2 separate regions of the Bombyx mori genome follow, and region 2 is linked to region 1. The links are chromatin contacts, called in public Hi-C maps. All regions are on one chromosome and are shown on one strand. Each heading gives the region's core, a stretch centred on a gene start, on an enhancer-like site or on the middle of the called end of the contact. The rest is flanking DNA. Distances are from core to core; before and after follow the strand shown. Region 1 overlaps LOC101742268 (dynein heavy chain, cytoplasmic). Region 2 overlaps LOC101739746 (tyrosine-protein kinase CSK).

Region 1 (3,419 bases), core at 559-3,058:
AGTGACGAGCAATCACAATATTCCATGTCATAATTAAGAGCTCTTTTCGGTACTTAGGTTCACAACAAATACACTGGTGCTGACTTCGACGAAGACCTTCGCTCGGTTCTTCGTCGCGCTGGATGTAGAGACGAAAAAGTCGCCTTCATATTAGATGAGTCTAACGTACTGGACAGCGGATTCCTTGAAAGAATGAACACGCTACTCGCTAATGGAGAGGTACGGTTTGTTTTAAATTATGAAATGGATAATTTTTTAACAATTTTACATAAGCTTCTGTTTCATCATTATTAAACAAAACTACGATAATTCTTTCAGGTGCCTGGGTTATTTGAAGGTGATGAATTTTCCGCACTCATGACCCAATGTAAGGAAGGTGCCCAACGCGAGGGTTTGATGCTAGATTCGAATGACGAGCTTTACAAATGGTAATAAAAAACTTTGTAATAGTTTGCATTCCAAGTAGAACCAAATAACTAAAAGAATAGAAGTATTTGAAAATAAGGATATCGTAATGGTCATGGTTGTACTAATTATTCTCAGGTTCACGAGCCAGGTGATGCGCAACTTGCACGTAGTGTTCACAATGAACCCGTCCTCGGAGGGCTTGAAGGACCGAGCCGCGACATCTCCTGCTCTGTTCAACCGATGCGTGCTTAACTGGTTCGGAGACTGGAGCGACGGAGCTTTGTTCCAAGTAAGAAACAAAATATTTAAATTCATCCGATCATCGTCCCCGCCGAACCCGTCGCTTGCGACGAAGGGCTCGACGAGTAAATTAACCCATAGACACAGCCCACTGAGTTTCTTGCCGGATCTTCTCAGTGGGTCGCGTTTCCGATCCGGTGGTAGATTCTGCGAAGCACTGCCCCGTGAGCTCACCTACTATAGTAGAATTATTTTATCTGTGCAGCTTAGGTCATAAATAGTCGGAGTGGTGAAGCGAATATTTCGCTCTCTCTTCCACTCACGAGCCTTATGGACGGGCATAGTGATGCTCATTATTGTTTTCGATAAGCGTTATCGATAGTGTATTTAGTTTTGTCATTTTGTGGGTGGGTGTAAAAATGAAAGTAAAAATCACTAAACACTTACACCACATATCGCCGCAGCAAGTTAACGATAACGGCAGAAATTAATACTTTGTAACTTTTCGGGATCTATTTTCATTTCAGTGAAATTTTTTAACACATTGTTGATGCACGTGCAAATATTATTTTGAATAAATTCTACAGTTTTGGTACAAAACAAAGGAGTAGCCATTCTGTCACTACATAAATTCAGAGAGCGAATGCATAAAAATACATTTCTCTTCGACATATGTACTATAATTTGCAGGTAAGTACAACAAATGACTCCTAACATAACAATGTCTCACCACCCATCGTATACCGCCCCGGCGCTGTGTTCGATGACTCATTTGTTTTTATCGATAATGACGTTACGCCCGCGCAACGTGCTCACCGCCCTAGCCGGGCTATGTTTTATGACCCAAACTGCACGGACAAAATAATTCTACTATAGTTAAGGCTACGCTGATATAGCCTCTCAAGGTTATCAGGTTAGGTACAAAAAAGAAATACCTGTCATCAAACAGTGTTGTTTTTTTTTTCAACACGTCACCCGTGCCCTGGACTAACGTTAGTGACGTACAGGTGGGTAAAGAGTTCACGAGCCGCATGGACCTGGAGTCTGCCGAGTACGTGCCGCCCGCGGAGTTCCCGGCGGCGTGCGGCGAGGTGGGCGCGGCGCCGGCGCACCGCGAGGCCGTGGTCAACGCCTGCGTGTACGTGCACCAGACGCTGCACCAGGCCAACGCCAGGCTCGCCAAGCGCGCCAACAGGACCATGGCCATCACGCCCAGGTGAGCACTCTAGTTCCCACCAGCCGCACTCGCTGGATACAGGATTTAGGGTTACTGATGGTAGGTTTTTTTTTATTGCCGAGATGTGTGGACGAGCTCACAGCCCACCCGGTGCTAAGTAGTTACTGGAACCCATAGACATCTACAACGTAAATGCGCCACACACCTTGAGATATAAGTTCTAAGGTCTCTGTATAGTTACAACGGCTGCCCCGCCCTTCAAACCGAAACGCATTACTGCTTCACGGCAGAAATAGGCGTAATAATAGAATAATTAGCGAAACAGAAATAATTTCAAAGATGTAATCATAGAATTTTTAAAATCCAACCGACGATCTGCTTGCAGTGATTGAACGGTATTAGACTAGTATTGTAGTTAATAAAACATTAAAGTATTTAAAGACACACCTTACTCTTAATTTTTTATTTACATTAAAACGAAATACTTTCCAGGCATTATTTGGACTTTATCCAACAAATGGTTAAGCTTTACGCCGAAAAACGTGCCGACCTGGAGGAGCAGCAGCTTCACTTGAACGTGGGTCTCGGTAAGATTGCCGAAACCGTCGAGCAGGTCGAGGAGATGCAGAAGAGCTTAGCGGTCAAATCTCAGGTGCGACAATACTCCATTACTTGGACAGAACGGTTATTGTCAAACTTTTTGGATTGTCTTAACAGTAGTCATAACTCTTAACCCTTTGACTACCGTGTAGGTCACCGGTGTCCTACGCGGCGCACTCAAGTAATTATGTCGATTTCTGTTACTAAACGCCCGGATTACATAACTACCTTCGTTTGCTTGTTAATGTATGTTTCAGTCTTTTAGGTAAATCTATATATATATATATATAAAAATGAAGTGCTGTTCGTTAGTCTCGCTAAAACTCGAGAACGGCTGGACCGATTTAGCTAATTTTGGTCTTGAATTATTTGTGGAAGTCCAGAGAAGGTTTAAAAGGTAAATAAATGTGAATGCTCAGAATTAAATAAAAATAACAATTTTGTTTTTCCTTTGACGTGTCCCCTATTGGACGGATTCCTTTTGTTTGTTAGTTTATTTTATACAAAAGTTTATTTTATTTATCGATTGAGGCATTACGAAGTCTGCCGGGTCAGCTAGTCAGGAATAGATTCGTTCTCAGTATCTTCGGATTCGTCTTTCCCGGAGTCTACTAGATATTCCGGCGCCTTAGTAAGAAGATCGAAGTGAGAAGTCGACGTAATTACTTCAGGGCGCCGCGTAGGGCACCGGTGACTTACACGGCAGTCAATGTGTTAATAACCTAAAAATGTAAATGTCATTAGGAACTGCAAGCCAAGAACGAGGCCGCCAATGCGAAGTTGCGGCAAATGGTGAAGGACCAACAGGAAGCTGAAAAGAAAAAGGTCGAGAGCCAGGAAATTCAGGTATGAGATCCCATGATACTCTCGAGGATACAGTTTATTTATTTATTTAGACACACCAACAGCAATACACACATATCATTCAAGCTTAAAATTAACAAGTATAAAATTAAGTACTGGTATGTAAGCCAGTTAGTACGTACAGCAATCT
Region 2 (3,419 bases), core at 477-2,976, 90 kb after region 1:
CCTATCTTGAATGACTCATGCGTCACCCGTCCTGTCTAACATCTGTGCGTCTCAGCCCCACAGTATAAACCATGCCATTACACAGAGTGGCATGGTTTATACTTTGAATTTATACAGAGAACACAAGCAAACAATAAATCCACAAGTTAGCGATTCTTCTTTTTTTATTGTTAAGTTGTATAGACAAGCGTATCGCTCACCTGGTGTTAAGTAGTGGCCGGAGCCCATTGACATCAAACGTAACGTAAATTTAGCCACCCGTGCGGGGCCCACAAAACGTCCTGCCGCTATTAATTACGCAAATACGAAGTTTATTACGTGATGTTTTATTCATTACCGTGGAAGACCTTCGTGAACATTTGTTATGTACGTATTTCATCAGAAAAATTCGTCTGCCATCTACGGGATTCTAACGCCGGCAGAATCGCATCGTTTGATACGAATGCGCTGAGCGTCTTATCCTTTAGGCCACGATTACTTCCAAAACACCAAAATTTAATAAAAATGTACTTTTGTTGCAGAAATTCTCAAACAAGTCGGATATGTGGAGTTTTGGAATTTTATTATGGGAAATTTACTCGTTTGGAAGAGTACCTTATCCTAGAATTGTAAGTTATTACTTTATTTTAATGGTGTACACTGTACAATGACCCTACGTGTTTATTAAATGATGTCTTTCTTCAAGGGAACTTTATAAATAGTAGACGGTAGGCAGTGGCTTGAGTGTTCCCCTAATATTGGTGATGTCCACGAGCCACGCTCAGCATAAACCACTAGGTTGACTCATCCTTTCAAAATAATAAAAAAGTATTTATACAGATCATTCTCAATTCAACTGATTAATAAGCTGACGCACGTCTATAATATTTATTTTATGCTCTATTGCTCACGGTGAGCCTTATGTCTGATTAACGTCAGTCGAAATACAGATACTTTTCTTAATATCGACGGATGACGGCTATCTACCTGAGTGGCCTAACTGGTGTAAAGTGGTTAAAGACCCACATACATTAAAATGTGAAAGTCGCCCATATTAAGATGACATGCTATCGAAATCTCAATTATCTCAAAAGTGGTGGAATTTGTAGAAATCAATTAAAGTCGACAGTCAAATAAAAATAATTCAGCTTAAATACAATTTTATTTTTATATTATTATAAACTAGCGACCCGCCCTCGCTTCGCTTCGGAAACATTAAATTTTATTATTGATAGGCGAGTCCCTCCATCTTACGCGCGGTACGACAATAACTGCAGGGGACGCCGCGGGGCGAAGCTAGTCTAAAAAAAGTAGCCGAGGATATAACCTATTAGTGAAAGTCTCATCAAAATCGGTCTAGCCGTTCCAGAGATTAGCCGAAACAAACAGACAGACAAAATTTGTAAAAAATGTTATTTTGGTGTATGTACCGATATATTCATATGCATTTAGTAAAAAGCGGTTATTTCAATATTACAAACAGACACTCTAATTTTATTTATATGTATAGATTTTGTTCTGTGTCGCATATAAATATTTTTTCACGGCAGTTAAATCTTTGTTGTATTTTTTTTTTAAAAAGATTGTAAAATCAGCTTGAATACTTTGTGTGTTGTGCAGCCGCTGGCGGAGGTGGTGCGGCACGTGGAGCGCGGCTACCGCATGGAGGCGCCGGAGGGGTGTCCGCCCGGCCCCTACGAGCTCATGCGCGCCGCCTGGCACGCCGACCCCGCCTCGCGACCCACCTTCCTGCACATGCGCCGCAACCTCGCCGACATACGCGACCACACGCCCGCGCAGGTACGCCCTAGCCTCCCCTACCGATGACTTGCGGCGATATCCTGGGAAACATTGTATGCGGAAGGCGGAGGATCGTTCATTGTAGCAGACTATGGGAGAGGCCTACATCCAGCAGTGAAGAGATACAGGCTGATGATGATGATGATTCGCTGGTAGCCTAAGAGGGTATTCCAGCTACACCCGGACGTGTAGGTGAACTCAGGAGTTCAACCTGAGAGCTTACTAACAGTAGCCCTAGCAGTAGTGCTTAGCAGAATCTACCACAGGGTCGGAATCACGACCCACTGAGAAGATTCGGCGAGAAACTCAGTGGGCTGTGTCTATGGGTTAGTTCGCTTGTCAAACTCATCATAGTAATCGACGAGTTCGACGAGAACGGTGACCGGTGCTTGAGAGGCCTAAAACACCGAGAGTGATTTTTTTTTTATTGCTTTTGTAGACAGGCGAGCGTACGGCCCACCTGATGGTAAGTGATCACCGTCGCTCATGGACGTCAGTAATGCCGGGGGCAAAGCCAAGTCGCTGCCTACCAAATATTATTATATATTATTTTATTATATGGAATCCGGGGATCCGATAAGACGTTTTGGGCGACGTCGGCTTTTCGTTGCCCCGTCGCGGTCGGATAAGGGGTACGCCCTACACTTCCCTAGATCATTCGTGACATCATCCAAGTTTTTTTTTTCTTAGATGTGTGGACGAGCTCACAGCCCACCTGATGTTAAGTGGTTACTGGAGACCATAAACATCTACAACGTAAATGCGCCACCCACCTTGAGATATAAGTTCTCTAAGGTCTCAAGATAGTTACAACGGCTGCACCGCCTTTCAAACCGAAACGCATTACTGCTTCACGGCTGAAATAGGCGGGGTGATGGTACCTAACCGTGCGGACTCACAGGAGGTTCTACCACCAGTGCACCGGCTCCTGCTGGCGACACTGCGCGGAGTAGAACAGTATTTTGTGTACTATTATATTTTACTTCAATAAAATTGTTGGTACTTGATTATTACTGTGGTTAGAATGCTCTTTTTTAATTTGATTAGCTCATCATAAGGGGGTCTTTATCCGATGCCAGGTTATTGTTACCTTCCGGGACACCCTGTATAATATGTTCTATTTATCTTGTTTCAAAAAATATTTCGTTCTGTTTCAGTGAAGGACGCTCAACTTGTGGGGAACGGAACTACTTAAAATATAAAGAAAAATTACCTGTAATTTCTAACACATTGATATTTTTTTCAAATCGTGTTCTACATGTGAAAAATTGTAAGTACTAAATTATTTTACTAAAGCGCCCTGTCTCCTAAGGGGCTTTAGTTAGGGTAATATAATAATAATAATAATGGGTGTGTTCTATGGTTTAAGGATGAATGTTTAAAATAAATGTCAGTTATCTTTAAAGGAGTTTTTTAGTGGTGGTCCTGATTATTGTGCTTTTAAAATATATGATCTACACAGATTTCTAAACTATGCGACATAAAGCGCGCCCTATTGATTTAGTTGAAAACTAATTGTTACAGATAAACATAACAAAATACATAACTATATTCATAGTCGTTACCCGCTAATCTTGTGAGTTCAAAAACGAGGCTATTCCACTAAGAGCTCTAAATCTGTGTATTTAAGGCCTAAAATA

The links. Hi-C and Micro-C count contacts between places; a contact is called where the count stands out from the background.
Region 2: a contact with region 1 is called in a Hi-C map of middle silk gland, with 1.8 times the contacts expected there. The contact joins two enhancer-like sites. A contact is called at or near these places in 2 of 7 Hi-C or Micro-C datasets (middle silk gland and whole pupa).

Annotation. Positions count from the first base shown.
Region 1 is chr21:9,103,638-9,107,056 of ASM3026992v2, forward strand. It overlaps LOC101742268 (dynein heavy chain, cytoplasmic), which reads left to right. Exons shown (of 95, transcript XM_038018329.2): 62 at 58-219; 63 at 319-428; 64 at 544-697; 65 at 1,656-1,864; 66 at 2,318-2,477; 67 at 3,170-3,271. Among protein-coding and RNA genes, the nearest start is that of LOC101742268, 37 kb to the left of the region's middle. Within about 2 kb of position 1,809, at least 3 of the 8 cell types and tissues checked have open chromatin away from gene starts, as enhancers often do.
Region 2 is chr21:9,193,590-9,197,008 of ASM3026992v2, forward strand. It overlaps LOC101739746 (tyrosine-protein kinase CSK), which reads left to right. Exons shown (of 17, transcript XM_062674724.1): 15 at 522-608; 16 at 1,600-1,779; 17 at 2,937-3,419. The coding sequence ends at 2,939. Among protein-coding and RNA genes, the nearest start is that of LOC101739884, 11 kb to the right of the region's middle. Within about 2 kb of position 1,727, at least 3 of the 8 cell types and tissues checked have open chromatin away from gene starts, as enhancers often do.